3 separate regions of the Rattus norvegicus genome follow, and all the other regions are linked to region 3. Evidence: chromatin contacts called from public Hi-C data. All regions are on one chromosome and are shown on one strand. Each heading gives the region's core, a stretch centred on a gene start, on an enhancer-like site or on the middle of the called end of the contact. The rest is flanking DNA. Distances are from core to core; before and after follow the strand shown. Region 1 overlaps LOC102551351 (a long non-coding RNA gene). Region 2 holds the start of Zfand5 (zinc finger AN1-type containing 5). Region 3 overlaps Tmc1 (transmembrane channel-like 1).

Region 1 (4,597 bases), core at 127-2,626, 320 kb after region 3:
GTTTCAAATGCTCCACAAATGACAGAGGAAGCAAGACTGTGGCACCAGTCCCTCCCTAACATTCACTTTGATGTTTCATTCGTTCATCTGAACACTTTGGTAAGGATTAAGAGGGGGCTCATAGAAAAATAATACCTGGGTGAGTGAGTCATGTTTATTATTTTGATGGGAAAATAACATAATAACAATGAAGAATGTAAAACAGAAACTGGGGAGCACATTGGATGCAGGCCTGGAGGATTCTTGGATAGTGAGAGTTCACAATTTTGCCTACAATTAAGCTTGATATAAGAAAGGAAGCAGTGAAGAAAGAAAGATAACATTGACAGTTTAGACAGGTAAGGTAGAAGTCTGTGCAGGTGGGCAGAGATTGAATGTTCAAACTGGGACCACATGAATAAAAAATTTTATAATAAGTGTACATTTAAATAAGGACTAATATGGCTGGTGTGATGACTGAGTGGGGGCAAGTTTCTGATGACCTGAATTCAGTGCCTAGATTAGCACAGCAGAAGATGAGAACAGACTCATGCCATTTGTCCTCTGACCACCATAGGCATGCTGTGCTGTTGTTTTTAAATATATACATACATATGAAAATAAATAAATAAATAAATAAATAAATAAATAAATAAATAAATAAATTTTAAAAAGTACTGACATACGTAGTTGTGGTGCCTAACTTCTGTAATTGTGGCACAATAGAAGCTAAGGTAAAAAGATCCTGAATTTGAGGCCAGCATAGAACACATGAGATGACCCTGTCTCAAGACTAAATAAGTAGTAGAGGCTGGGGAGATGGGTCAGTAAGTGAAATGCTGGCTGCATGAGCATGCAGAACTGAGCTCGGATCCCTGGTGACAGCATCTATAACCCTAGCATCGAAGGGGATAGAGGCAAGTCTATGTGAATTAGTAGGTTTCTGGATTGGTGAGAGACCCTGTCTTAAAAATGAAGGCGGAGAGGGAGAGTCTCTGAGAAAGACACAGAAGGCCAGCTTTTGCCTCCAGACACACACACACACACACACACACACACACACACACACACACAAACACCACACGCAAACTATGTGTTTATATAATAAACACACAAAAGAAACGATGAGGATGGATAGGAAGCAAAAGAGACGAGAAAGGGAAGTGATAGTACTCTACTTGATCCACAGAGAATCAGTTTGGTTTTAGTTAGTTCTAAAAAATGTCTGGCCATGCTGCTGTTTCTGCATACAGCCCCTTCGAGCTAATCTACCTGCTCAGCAGGGCTGTGCCATCTGGGGACACATTTGTAATCCAGACACAATTCACACACTTCTCAGAACTTACCACAGGGAGGGGGTGTCGCATTCTTCAACTTTTCAAAGCTAAAATTAAATTTCCTCCGCCTGCCTTTGTGAATTCCTTCTTAGTCATTCCCCTATCCCTCCCTGCCTCAGTTTCAGAGAGGAAATAGTCAAATCAACAAAGAGTCCAGTTGTTTTCTCTGTGTGGGAGAAAGAGATTATAGTAACTCTTAGAAGAAAGCGCATTTTAGAATTCACTCAGGGCAGAACTTACTCGGCAATGCATGTGCATGCTCCACCCTGGCACCTAGACCTTCACAACAGGTTCACAGATAGTCCACAGAGCTTGGGGGGATGATAGAAAAGGGGAGGAATAGAAAGGGAAAGAACTGAGGAAGGTAGAGAGGAGGAGACAGAAGGGGAGGGGAGGGAAGGCATTTCAGCCTATGTGGGGCTCATTTCCAAGTTAGCACAAGCTATCCTACCCATTTCGTCAACACAGTCTTCAACAAGAGATATGGCATTGTACAAGTTAGTATTAGAGAGGAATAGTGTCTTCAAATTGCTCATCCAGTACTAAAAAGTTATCGTTTCATTACAGAGGTAGGGGTGGGATGTCAAAATGGGTTACCCATGTGAACCGTATTTGTCTCTCCTGACAAAAACAGAGAAGGAACTATTACTGTGTCCTGATATTTGTAATGAAGCTGGTGATGGTGCACAGGGACCTTTTGAAGCATCGCTGGGAACCTCTCACAGGCTTTAACTTCAACAGTAAATCTGCAAAACAATGTTACCAGAAACATTATTTTTCTCCATAAGCTCTGGAATGTACCAATTGGAAAGTGTAGATTAATCTGTCCACTGAGTCTTTTAGAAAACACATCCCTTTTTTTTAGTATAGAATAGTTCATTTAGGGCTATGGAGGGGAGAAGAGAGGAGGGGGCCAGAGAGAGGGAGGAAGGGCGGGGCAGAAACCTGTGGAAGAAGAGAGGAGAGGGTGAAGAGGAGAGAAGACGAAGGGGGTTAGAGAGAAAAGAGGAAGAGAGGCAGGGGAGTCAGAGAGCTAGAAAACACATTCTTTATGTCCCCTTTATGTCCCCAGCCTGCACTTCCAACTTTGTACAGAAAACTCAGGGCATCATACATCTTCATCTTAGGCATGTACGTGGCTTAGCTACATCCCTCCATCACTTTGTAAGTCCTCGTTTGGAGGGTTCTAGAACAGGAAGAACTTCAACCCCATCTTGGAGAAGCTGATCAGAAAGAGGGAATTGTGAGTCATTTTAGCAGGAAGCAAGTGTGTTCCTCAGAAAAAAGGGAAGTCATCATTTGAGAGCATGTAAGATAATCATTGTAAAAGTACATTTTTGGTTTTGCTCTTTTGTCTGGTTAGTTGGTTCTGGGTTTGGGGGTTTGTTGTTGTTTGTTTAAGACAGGGTTTCACTATATAGTTCTAGCTGTTCTGGATCTTATAATGTAGACCAGGCTGACCTCAAACTCAGACATCTCCCAACATCTGAATTAAAGATCCAACCAGCTACCCAGGAATATCTGTTTTAGAGACACATTTTAGTTTAGAATTTTATTTTTTTGTTTTGTATCTGTGTATCTCCATTTCTTTAAGACTCTTTAAGCAGTAAGACGGTTTTGTTTTGTTTTTTGTTTTTGTTTTTTTGTTTAATTCTGAAAGCCCTTGAAGAAACTAGGGCCATACACAGAAATTACCTGTATGTTTACTGCAAGTTTCATATGCCCGTGGGCTTAAACAAGAAATGCCTCTTCAGCTGCACTCCCTCCGGTCTGATCTTATCCAATGCTAGGCCAGCAGCCTAGAGGGATAATTCAGGGCGAGTCCTAAGCCTCCGTGGCCCATCTTACTATAACTGACGTCTAACATCTATACCTTCCAAAGAAAGAAACCAAGAAAATCTCCATTACTCAATATGTAATAACTTTACCAGACAGGAGTCAAACAAAGATATAGCAAGTCTCCTTTCTCCATAGCTAATACTTTAGTTGGGAATCACTGGGAAGAGGCCAGTGGATTTGATTACATGACAAAGGCTGTAATCTCAGCACTTGGGACTCATGGATAAGAGAATCAAAGGTTGAGGCCTGCCTGGGCTACATAGTAAAGCATTGTCTCAAAAACAAAATGTTACATGGGTTGTGTTAGGTTTTTCAAGAAAGTACTAGTTGGAGCCATTTTTAAATGTTATTCTGTCATAAAAATATCTAAGGCAGGATGGAGGCTCTATTTTAGTGGTTGAGTACCTACTCCGCATAGACAAGGCCCCAGATTTAATTCCCAGCACCACAAAGAAGATGAGAAGAGAGGAGGAAGAGAAATGTGTGTGTGTGTGTGTGTGTGTGTGTGTGTGTGTGTGTACATATACACATGTGAGATATATAATCTATGTAAGTTGTTAAAAGAGAAAATGAGTAAAAGGAATGATGCCAAAACGATCCATGCCACACACATGGCAACATGTGAAGGTCTCACTGTATAAGAAATCTAAGAAATAAGAAAGAAAAACACAAAATGGAGACATGTATCCTTGTGAAACGGCCAGCCAGCATCTGTGTGTATCCAATGAAGACGAGTGGTAGTGGACAATAAGTTCCCATTTTCCACTCCAGGAGCCGACGTGGCCAAAGCAACACTATTTGTAGTTTAAACAGGAAAGAAGGCAGTAGAAATAGTCATCTATGCAGAAAATGTTCTGTTCCAATAGAACCTTTGAAAAGAGCCGTTTAAAAGGCCAAGTACTGAGACATGGCTCTAGAAGATCACGTGGAAGAGAAGGAAGGTTTGCAGCTAGACAGATGTCAGGTCTGAAGACTGTAGAGGGCAGGATTCCACAAAGCCCCTATCAGGAGCTCTTTTAGTCAGACGCCATGTCTTTGTTGTATCACTATGTTTGTTAATCTTTAATATCAACTTGGCTGAATTTAATATCGTCAAAGACACACCTCTAGATACATCTGTGAGGGTATTTCCACAGAAGTTCAACTGAGTAGAGAAGAATCCCCCTGAATGTGGAGGGCTCCATTTCATGGGCGGGGTTCTAGAGAAAACAAAAAGAACAAGTCAAGCTGACCAGGACTGCTCATCTCTCTGATTTCTGACTACGAACACGATGTGACTAGCCACCTCCTGCTGCCACCACGATTTCCCAGTCAGGACGGACTGTACCATCAAACTATGTCAAAATAAACTCTTCCTTCCTTGATTTGTCAGGTACAACTCACAGTTGTATTATACAGAGAAACAGATTTTTGTGAATATGGTTCACATTATTAACCAGTTG
Region 2 (4,200 bases), core at 311-2,810, 420 kb after region 3:
AATTTTAAGTTACAATATTAACAAGTTTTGGTTTTTTAGCATTAAAGCAATCCTTAATCCAAAATGTCTCAATGTAAATCAAATAGAAGACTCTTGCTTTTGCAGGAATGAAGTCTAACCTGATCCATTACTGATCAGGCTTTTGGCAGATGTGTATGTTAGCATCAACAGCCTGACTTTAAAATGACTTTGTTGTTTACGTTGAACAAGATAAAATATAAAACTCAGTTTTCAAATGGAAGAATAAGGAGAGACAGACAATAAGTTATGTTCTTTTTTTAATTCTCTAAAGTTATTTTTATCCTCATAAGTATGGTTTCCATTAGCCTCTAGTGCTCCAGGCAAGAGCATCCTTCATCACGACTACCTCACCCCGACAAATGGACAGGACATTTTTCTCAGTAAACTGCTGTGGAAAATAAGGGGACCCTAAATGAAAAATAGATGACACTGAAAATGGTTGGTAAATTGTAGCAGTTATTTTTATTATTTACTAGTTTACAGAAATAAATCCCAAAGATCCTAGGACCAATGACTCGAACTAAGTTTCAAATACATTACTTGGTCATAGCAATGTAATCCCGAAATAGGTTTTAAAAATACATTATGTACCAGGTAACCCACTTGCTGTGCAGAAAGCTGTTAGATTTGGAGCATCAGGGCAGCACCCCTCCCCCACACTACCCCCACAATATCACAAATACAAAATCTAGACATAAGGTTCCTGTGGCCCAGTCAAGGTCAACTCTAAGGTACCTAGGAGAAGGGCCTAGGGTTCTTAAATAAATACCGGAAGTGAAGGAACCTAAGTGCATAATTGCCGCTAAGGTAGCCCTTATGTATTAAGGTCGGCAGAGACATTTTGTGCCCAGAACCCGCGGGGAGGCCAGCAGGGAGCTTCTTCTGTTCGTGCTCTGGGCAGGTACCCAGCACCTTGCCCTTGCCTGGGGTCCGGCTTGTTTGTCCCCAGGCTCCATCACATCAGGATTGTCCCGGTTCTCCAGCTTCACTGGAATAGTAAATTTCCAAGGGTTTCTATAGGTTGGCCTAACAGTTCAGAACGGCGGCGCGGGGCTGGAGCTAGGGCTGGTGGGCGGTCCTAGCTCAGAGCCAGCAGCGCAGCGCGACCTTGGGCGGCGGCAGGCGGAGCTGCGGCGACACCCGGAACCCTGCCAGCCTCCTCCGGGCCGCACCTTCCCGTCCCGCGGGGAGGGGACCCCAGCGGAGCTGGGGACGAAGCGTGAGAACTGGGTTGGCGGGGGAGGCTGAGGGCGGACAATAGGGTTAAAAATAGAAGCGCTGCCTCCTTGGACCCGCCGCAGCAGCTCCACCCAGGCCCCGGCGGGCCGGAGGGTGACTAGGCTACGGTGACCGCAGCCTCCGGGCTCGCCCCGCCCCCAAGCGCGGCCCCGCCCCCAGCTGGTGCCTGCAGGCCAGGGGCGGGGCCTTGCCCCGCGACGTCATCGCGCTGCAGGCGTGCCGACCGGGTTTTCGCTGACGCACAGGCCCCGCCTCCGCCGCCCTTTCCCTCAGATCCCGAACGCTGGTCAGAGCTAGAGCGTCAGTCGTCCGGATCGTGGAGCTGTGTGCATCTCGTCGTCAGTCGTCCGCTCGCCGCCCGAAGTCGCGCAGCTTCCCTGGCGAACGCGGAAGCCCGAAGAGCGCCGTCCTCGGGCCCTGTCGGCGCTCAGGCCCCTTCGCGCGCCTCCTCGCTCGGCCGGGACGTTGCTGTGGAGGCGTGAGGCGCCGGCGGTCGAGCACCTGGAGCGACGGTAGCCCGCGGCCTGCGGTTCTTCTCCTCCCCCGCCGCCCTCCCACCCGAGCTGCGGCGGGGCTCGGCCGCCTCGGTGCTTCTGCACGAACAAAGGAGGCCCCCGCGGCGCCGGCGCAGCTCCATCTGCGGTCCGATCCACCCGGGCCCGCGGCGGCCGCTAGCCAGCCCTTCCCGGAGGCCTCAGCCCGGCCCACCGCCCGGCGTCGCGCGCCAGCTCGCTAGTGCATCCGGGCCCCGCAGGGTAAGTGGCGCGAGCCGGGACGGCGCGGGGGCGGGAGCACGCCCGATCAGCGAGCACAAAGACCGGCCCGACTCGGCCAGCCGGCCGGCCGGGACAATGCCCGGCGTGCTGCGGCGCAAGGCGCGAGTCGGCCGGCCGGCCGGCTGGCCGACCAGACAATGGCTGAGGCGGCTGCTGCCGCGCCCGGCTCCCTGCACAGCCGAGTTGTTCCGGCGAGGGACTGCCGAGTGCATGACTCAGTGGTTTTTGGAGCAGGCCCTACCCGGCTTCCCGGAGCGCGGCCTGCGCTGCGAGGGGGATGGGGGACCTCTGGATCCCGAACTCGGTCGAAATCGCTGGAACCGGGACTTACGGCTCTTCTCCCGGAGGGATATTTAGCTTTTCCAAGGCGGTTAAGCTTCTCCCTCAAAATCCTTTCCGTGGAAGCAAGTCGAGCGCCTCTCCCTTTGTTTCCTACGTGAACATTTGTGAACTTGACATTTTGCTTGCTTTCCATGCACTCGGTGTAGTTGTATTTTGAAAGAAGGTAGAAGTTATCTGTCGATTGAAGCTGCCTAAGAATATTACCTGAGATAATTAGAAGAAAATAATATATAGGTCAAAGCCTCCATTCTTAAAATAGATGTTTAGTAATCAAGGGAATAGTAAGATGAAAATGAATTTTATCTTCTCATTTTTATTTTTTTGAAGTTGAGATTTTCATCCCTCAACTGCTGAAAATCTTTTCACTTTTACCTTTTAAGTTTGTTTTTAAAGTGCCCCGTCCCAAATGAGGGATTTCTTTTAGTTGTCCCAATTTTTTTTGTTTTTTTTTTTTTTTTTTTTTTGTTACCTGGGACTGCTATTAAGTATGGAAAGGAGCTTTTAAAGAAAAAAAAAAAAAAACTATTCGGCAGAGGTGACAGAGACCTGGAGACTAAGGACTTGCCCAAGGTCAGGCTTAGTGGGGCACATTAGAGCTTAGAATTCGGGTCTGACCTCGAGGTTAGGAAGTGATTTTTAACCACATTTTTAACCGTCATGTGCATCTGAAACAGCTATGAAATACTTTAAAAGAAAAACTCATTCATTTCAGATTTTGAGTTGGGAAGTTGTCTTTTTTAGTCTAGTAATGTTTGTTTTAAGCTATGAGCTAAGAAAAACCGTGAACTTTACGTAAAGAAAACAAACATTCTAGCTGTGCCTAAAGGGTTTATGGATGGATACTAAGTTTCTAACAACTTGTCCCCGTCCCCCCACCCCCGAATATAAGGGAAATACAGTATATCTAAACTTAACAAACACCCTATAGTTGTCATGAAATGTAAGGAGTGTTTGTGAGACCCTGTGCTTTCTCCACTGTGCCTACACTCTCCCTCCTTCCACTTTTAATAACCACATTTTACTTTATGATTTATTCCGCTTGGGTATTGTGGATTGAAGGTGAGACTGTTCTCTGATCCTGCATTAGGAAAACCTGGAGGCCTTAATTGCATTTTGTTTTGTTATGTGACATATATGAATGCTGCATGGTTAGTTCTTGGGGTTGTGTAGGAGTTGGCAGGCTCTGAGATATAAATAGAAGCTGATTTCAGAGGCCCCTGTTGACTAGGCTTTATGAGAGAGCCTCCATCCAGCTCAGCTTGTCACATTGCAGCCTTGTGACAGGCTGAAGCGCCCTCCCATGTGATCTAAGCTTCAGAGAAATATTAAAGCAAGCTGTGCACATGTGATGGCATTTAAAATCTGACTTACTAGAAGGAAGAAGTCGATAAAAAAAAGTCTTGATTCTTGGTCTTTCTGTGAACCTGTTAAGGTTTGAGTTGTGTTTTCTTAGGAAGGCTTTGGGTGGGATATTCTTCATTAACATAAGAAAAGTGCTTTCTTATTAACTAAGAGTAGATCTGATCTGTTGACCTTAGAATTTCCCTCATTAGACTTTAAAAGGATGTCAAGTGTCTCTGGAAGTTTGTGTGGTAAATGAGATTAGCATAGTTCTTTAAGCAGGCTGAAAAGGGCCCAACTTTTTGCATAGGGTAAAGGTCAATACATTGCATGGCGAAAATGAAGATATATAAATTTATTATTTCAGTCGTTTTCCTGTGCTTATGTTACACTCAACATTTTAAAACCTCAGCTAAAAGTGTTTACTGCACAAGTAATCTTGAAATATTTACACTGCCCTGCTCTAAAATGAGTCAGCTAA
Region 3 (4,338 bases), core at 767-3,266:
ACATTTCTTTGTACTCCATGGTCTAAGCAAATATGCTGTTAATATGTAATAAGAAAATGTGAATTAAAATTATTTTAAAATGCTATTATAATTTCAATAGAGAATACTAGAATCAAAATGTGTAAGAATGTCAATTGTTAAGTATTAATCCTTATGTCCTACTGTGGAAACATTTAATGTTCAACCACTCTGGACACCAGTAGCTTGCTAAAATGGTAGGCACACACTTACTCAGTAACTCTTCTCTGACTTAACTACACAAAGAAACAAAAACATGTGTCCACAAAGAACATTCCAGTAAATACTCACAGTAGCAGTATCAGAATAACCAAAACATAGCAGAAACTCATCATTCACCCGCAAATAGATAAACAAAGAAAATTAAAGGCATGCAATGAAGTGTTTCTGTACAATAAATTATGATGTATGCTTAGCATAAGTAAACCTAAAACATAATAAATGAAAAATACCAGACCAGATATATAACATGCCATATGACTGCAGTTATTCCGACAAAAAATTTTGGAAAACACAAAATCATAGGAAAAAAATAGATCCAATATTTGTATGAGATTGGGAGGTGAAGACTGAACTGCAAACAGGCACAAAAGACCTCCATGGGAGGTGTTAGAAGTGTTTTAAGGATGATTTATGATTACTGTCGCACAGATCTACTTTAAGTTATCAAGTCACATGCTTACACCAGGTAAATTTAATGGTCTATAAATCATACCACAATTAAAGCTGAAAATTTTAAGGTCTCAAGGTGAGATGATGTTTTTTAAATCTTAAAAAAAAAAAACTTTATTCTATGAAACACAGTCCTTCTCCAGTAGAATTAATCACATATGGCGGCTTGAACAAAAATGACCCCCATAGTCTCTTATGTTTAAATGCTTGATCCTCAGATGGTGGAGCTGTTCAGGAAGGATTAGAAGGTGCAGCTTTCTTGCAGCTTTCAATGAGAATGGGCTTTGAGGTTCCAAAAGACATTATTTCTGCTTCCTCCTCATGGATCAAGATGTGTAATCTTAGCTGCTTCTCCAGCTTCCTGTTTTCCTGCCTTCACTGCATCATCATAACTATAGCCCTCCGGAATCACAAGGCCAATTAAATTCTTTTATATGTTACTTAATTCAGTGCCACTGCAATAGAAAAAAGTAAGCACTACACCTGAACAGGACTCCTCAGTCCCCTCTTCTTGTTGTTATTCTTGTTACCGTTCTGCTAATATGGTTTACAGCCCATCATATTGCCTATCTGTTGCAAATTGGTTCTAATGCTTTGATTCAATCAGGAATCTGCATGACCAGTTGCTAAAGGTCCTTGTCCCCAGTCAGTTTTTGATCAATCAATAAGGATGCCTATGGCTAATGGCTGAGCACAGGGAGGGATTACTTAAGAGTTGTGCAAGTAGGACGCAGAGGAAACAGAGCAATTCTCCATGACCTGGAGAAGAAGAATGGAATGCAGCAGTGGTAAAGCAAACCAGCCATGTGATATTTTGGGTATGTGGCCACAGGTCACTTTACTGATTGGGCCTGAGATAGCAGCGGAAGGTTTAGGAGAGCCCAATGATAATTCCTGGGCAGGTACACAAGTGCCACAGTCAAAGCAGTGTCACCACCCAGGAACTGTCTTTAGATTCACAAATAAAACACACACTCACATGTGCGCGTGCGCACACACACACACACACACACACACACACACACACACACACACACACACACAGGCTTATTTTTAAATGCCTTGGCTTCTTCAAAAGGCTGGGCATTCCCAAACCTTCCCCGGCTACCTCAGGCCCAGTCAGGGAAGTGGCCAGTGGCCGCTTACCTGAAATCTCCCATGGCTGATTGGCTTTATCTCCTGTCACTACTGCATCCCCTTCTTCTTCCCCTAGTCATGGCAAATCTATCTTACTTCTATTTTAAAAAGTACAATAGACCAAGAGCCACATTGCATTCATTTTTGTGAGGCCAGTGCATGCTGCTTATATTTAATGAGTCAATGTTGACTTTAATGACATAGCCAACTAGGGTGATTTAAGACTCAAAAATGAAAAACTTACTACTGATTCTGTGCTTCATGCTTCCTCAATAGCTTGCTGTATCTTCTTAGAGACTAGAATTCTGTCATAAAAATTCTGTCTTCTGGTACTGATCACATAAATTTATTTCTGTGGTTTTCATCACATCAATCTAAAAAAATCTTTCCCTTACTCAGGATTGCTATTCGGTGAGACTCATAAGACTAGATGTCATCTGATTCATCTATTTGAAAAAAAAACTAGAAACAGTCAAACTTCGAAGACAGAAAGCAGGGTTCACGAGAGCCATCTACCAGTTTAATGAAGACCATATTAGGAACTGAAAAGAATACAGAGCAGTCATTTTCTCATCTTAAGAAGCTTAAATTTTAGAAACCAAAATATCTGTAAATGCACACATATTGACTATAAAGAGGCAATCTGAGGGGTCTTTATCTTTATCACATCAAATATGCAAAATTTAATTCTCATTTGAAGTTCTCCAGAAAATTGATTAAATTATCAATATCCTAAACTCTGCCCATCTCTGATCTTGTTAGTATTTTAAAAAGAAATTATAGAATTACATCATCACAGGCTTGAATCATACCCCAAAATGATTTTTCAATAGGCAACAATAAGTTTGTGCCACAATAATTAAACGTTCTAACTCACTTATTGTTGCTGTGATAAAATATTGATCAAAACCAACTTGGGGAGAACTGACAGGTTATAGTTCATCCTCATGGGATTCCAGGACAGAACACAAGGCAGGAACCTGAAGGCAGGAACTAAAAAGCAGTAGAAATTTATGAAGAAACGCTGACCACGCTGGCTTGCTTTACCTGGCTTGCTACCTTTCATAAATAGTGCAAGCCCACCTACCAAGACCACATCATGCACAGTAGGCTGGGCTTTCCCACGTAAGTCATAAATGAAGAAAATGCCCTAAAGACGTGCTCATAGGCTAATCTGATAGAAGCAGTTCCTTAGTTCAGGTTCCCTCTTTAAGTTGACAAGGACAGCAAACTATGGTGTTGAGTAAGACTACTGTTAGTGCTATAGTAAAATACTATTTATTTTAATATTATAGTGAATTAGTGCTTTTTTCAGTATTTTGTAGAATTTGATATTTCTCAGTACATAAGTGTTTCTTTTTAATTTAGTAGTGACTATTAAGTATTCGTGTATTCTTGTGTAGGCTGGCGAAGGAGTTAATATGGAGTCTACCAAAAATCCCATAAGATTTTTTCAAAGAGCACATTTGAAAATAATTCCCTTGTTCTTTATTCAAGGGAAGAAGAAAATTTGACGTGAATCTTTAGGATCTGAGCTCATCTTTCGTCCATATTCAATATTCCTATTTAATCATATTTATCATGTGTGTAAACCTTATTCATACACAGAGACACACTTTGACACATACAGTCTTTTATAAACAGGAGGTAGGGATATCTCTTAAGACCCTAACCCTAACCCTAACCCTATGTAAAGGAGCATAGAGTTTCTGGGTAACAACAACAACAAAAAAAAAGCTGGTCTCTACAGACTCTATGTGGAGAAACTTACGTTGAAGTCGTACAGCACACCAAAGTTTGCTGCAGATGCCTCTTCAGCTCTTGGGACTGTTTTCCTAGGTAAGCTGCCATATGGTAAACCCCAGAGGTACTAGAAAAAGCAAAAAGAGCAGTTAAAGCAAATCTGAGCCCCACATGTGATCACAAACGGTTTTATTTAAAAAACACGTTGGAAAGTTTTTCATTCAGACTCTTTGGGTCTCCATGTGGGGTCTCATTTTCTGGGAATTCACTAAGTCCAGAATTAAGAACAAAGGATATAAAGACCCTACACTCTGAATTCACTGAATGAAGAGCAAAGCGGGCCAACCACAGTCCCCAGAAGGCTTGCTAAGAAGCCCCGTGTTCACTCCTACCACGATAGTAACAATATTTAGTTGAAAAGTACCAAAGTGTTCCTCCAAATGGTACTACCCACGGTTTCATAAGAGAGATTCCCCTTAAGAGAGGATATTGAAAGAGGGTTCATGAAAAGAACTGAAGCCTCAGGAAAACCAGCCATGTAATTAATCAGAAGATATCCACTGGGTGCAAACACTCACATCCTGAGTACAGAGGTATCTGTGCCATCTCCAGGTCAGGGTTTCTGCCCTGAATCTGTGCTATGGGCTAAGGAGAGAACAGTACCAAGAGCAGTAAACTAAGAATAGGGCAAGAATAGTGTCAAAGGAAGGACCCAGAAGGCCTCCTCCAGCCCCCATAGCTTGGCAACCATAAGCTGCTTCACAGACA

The links. A called contact is a pair of places that touch in the nucleus more often than the background predicts.
Region 1: a Hi-C map of the A7r5 cell line shows a contact between it and region 3, with 5 times the contacts expected there. The contact joins two enhancer-like sites. A contact is called at or near these places in 3 of 12 Hi-C or Micro-C datasets (the A7r5 cell line, the Rat2 cell line and Schwann cells).
Region 2: a contact with region 3 is called in a Hi-C map of the A7r5 cell line, with 3 times the contacts expected there. The contact joins the promoter of Zfand5 here to the enhancer-like site in region 3. A contact is called at or near these places in 3 of 12 Hi-C or Micro-C datasets (the A7r5 cell line, Schwann cells and mammary epithelial cells).

Annotation. Positions count from the first base shown.
Region 1 is chr1:228,095,830-228,100,426 of GRCr8, forward strand. All of the region lies in intron 1 of LOC102551351 (a long non-coding RNA gene), which reads right to left. Among named protein-coding and RNA genes, the nearest start is that of Zfand5, 95 kb to the right of the region's middle. Within about 2 kb of position 1,377, at least 5 of the 93 cell types and tissues checked have an H3K27ac peak or open chromatin away from gene starts, as enhancers often do. A contact at or near this core is called in the A7r5 cell line, where this site is marked.
Region 2 is chr1:228,191,205-228,195,404 of GRCr8, forward strand. Zfand5 (zinc finger AN1-type containing 5) reads left to right here and starts at 1,561. Exons shown (of 6, transcript NM_001401398.2): 1 at 1,561-2,015.
Region 3 is chr1:227,772,770-227,777,107 of GRCr8, forward strand. It overlaps Tmc1 (transmembrane channel-like 1), which reads right to left. Exons shown (of 21, transcript NM_001415991.1): 9 at 3,599-3,697. Among named protein-coding and RNA genes, the nearest start is that of Tmc1, 98 kb to the right of the region's middle. Within about 2 kb of position 2,017, at least 3 of the 93 cell types and tissues checked have an H3K27ac peak or open chromatin away from gene starts, as enhancers often do. A contact at or near this core is called in the A7r5 cell line, where this site is marked.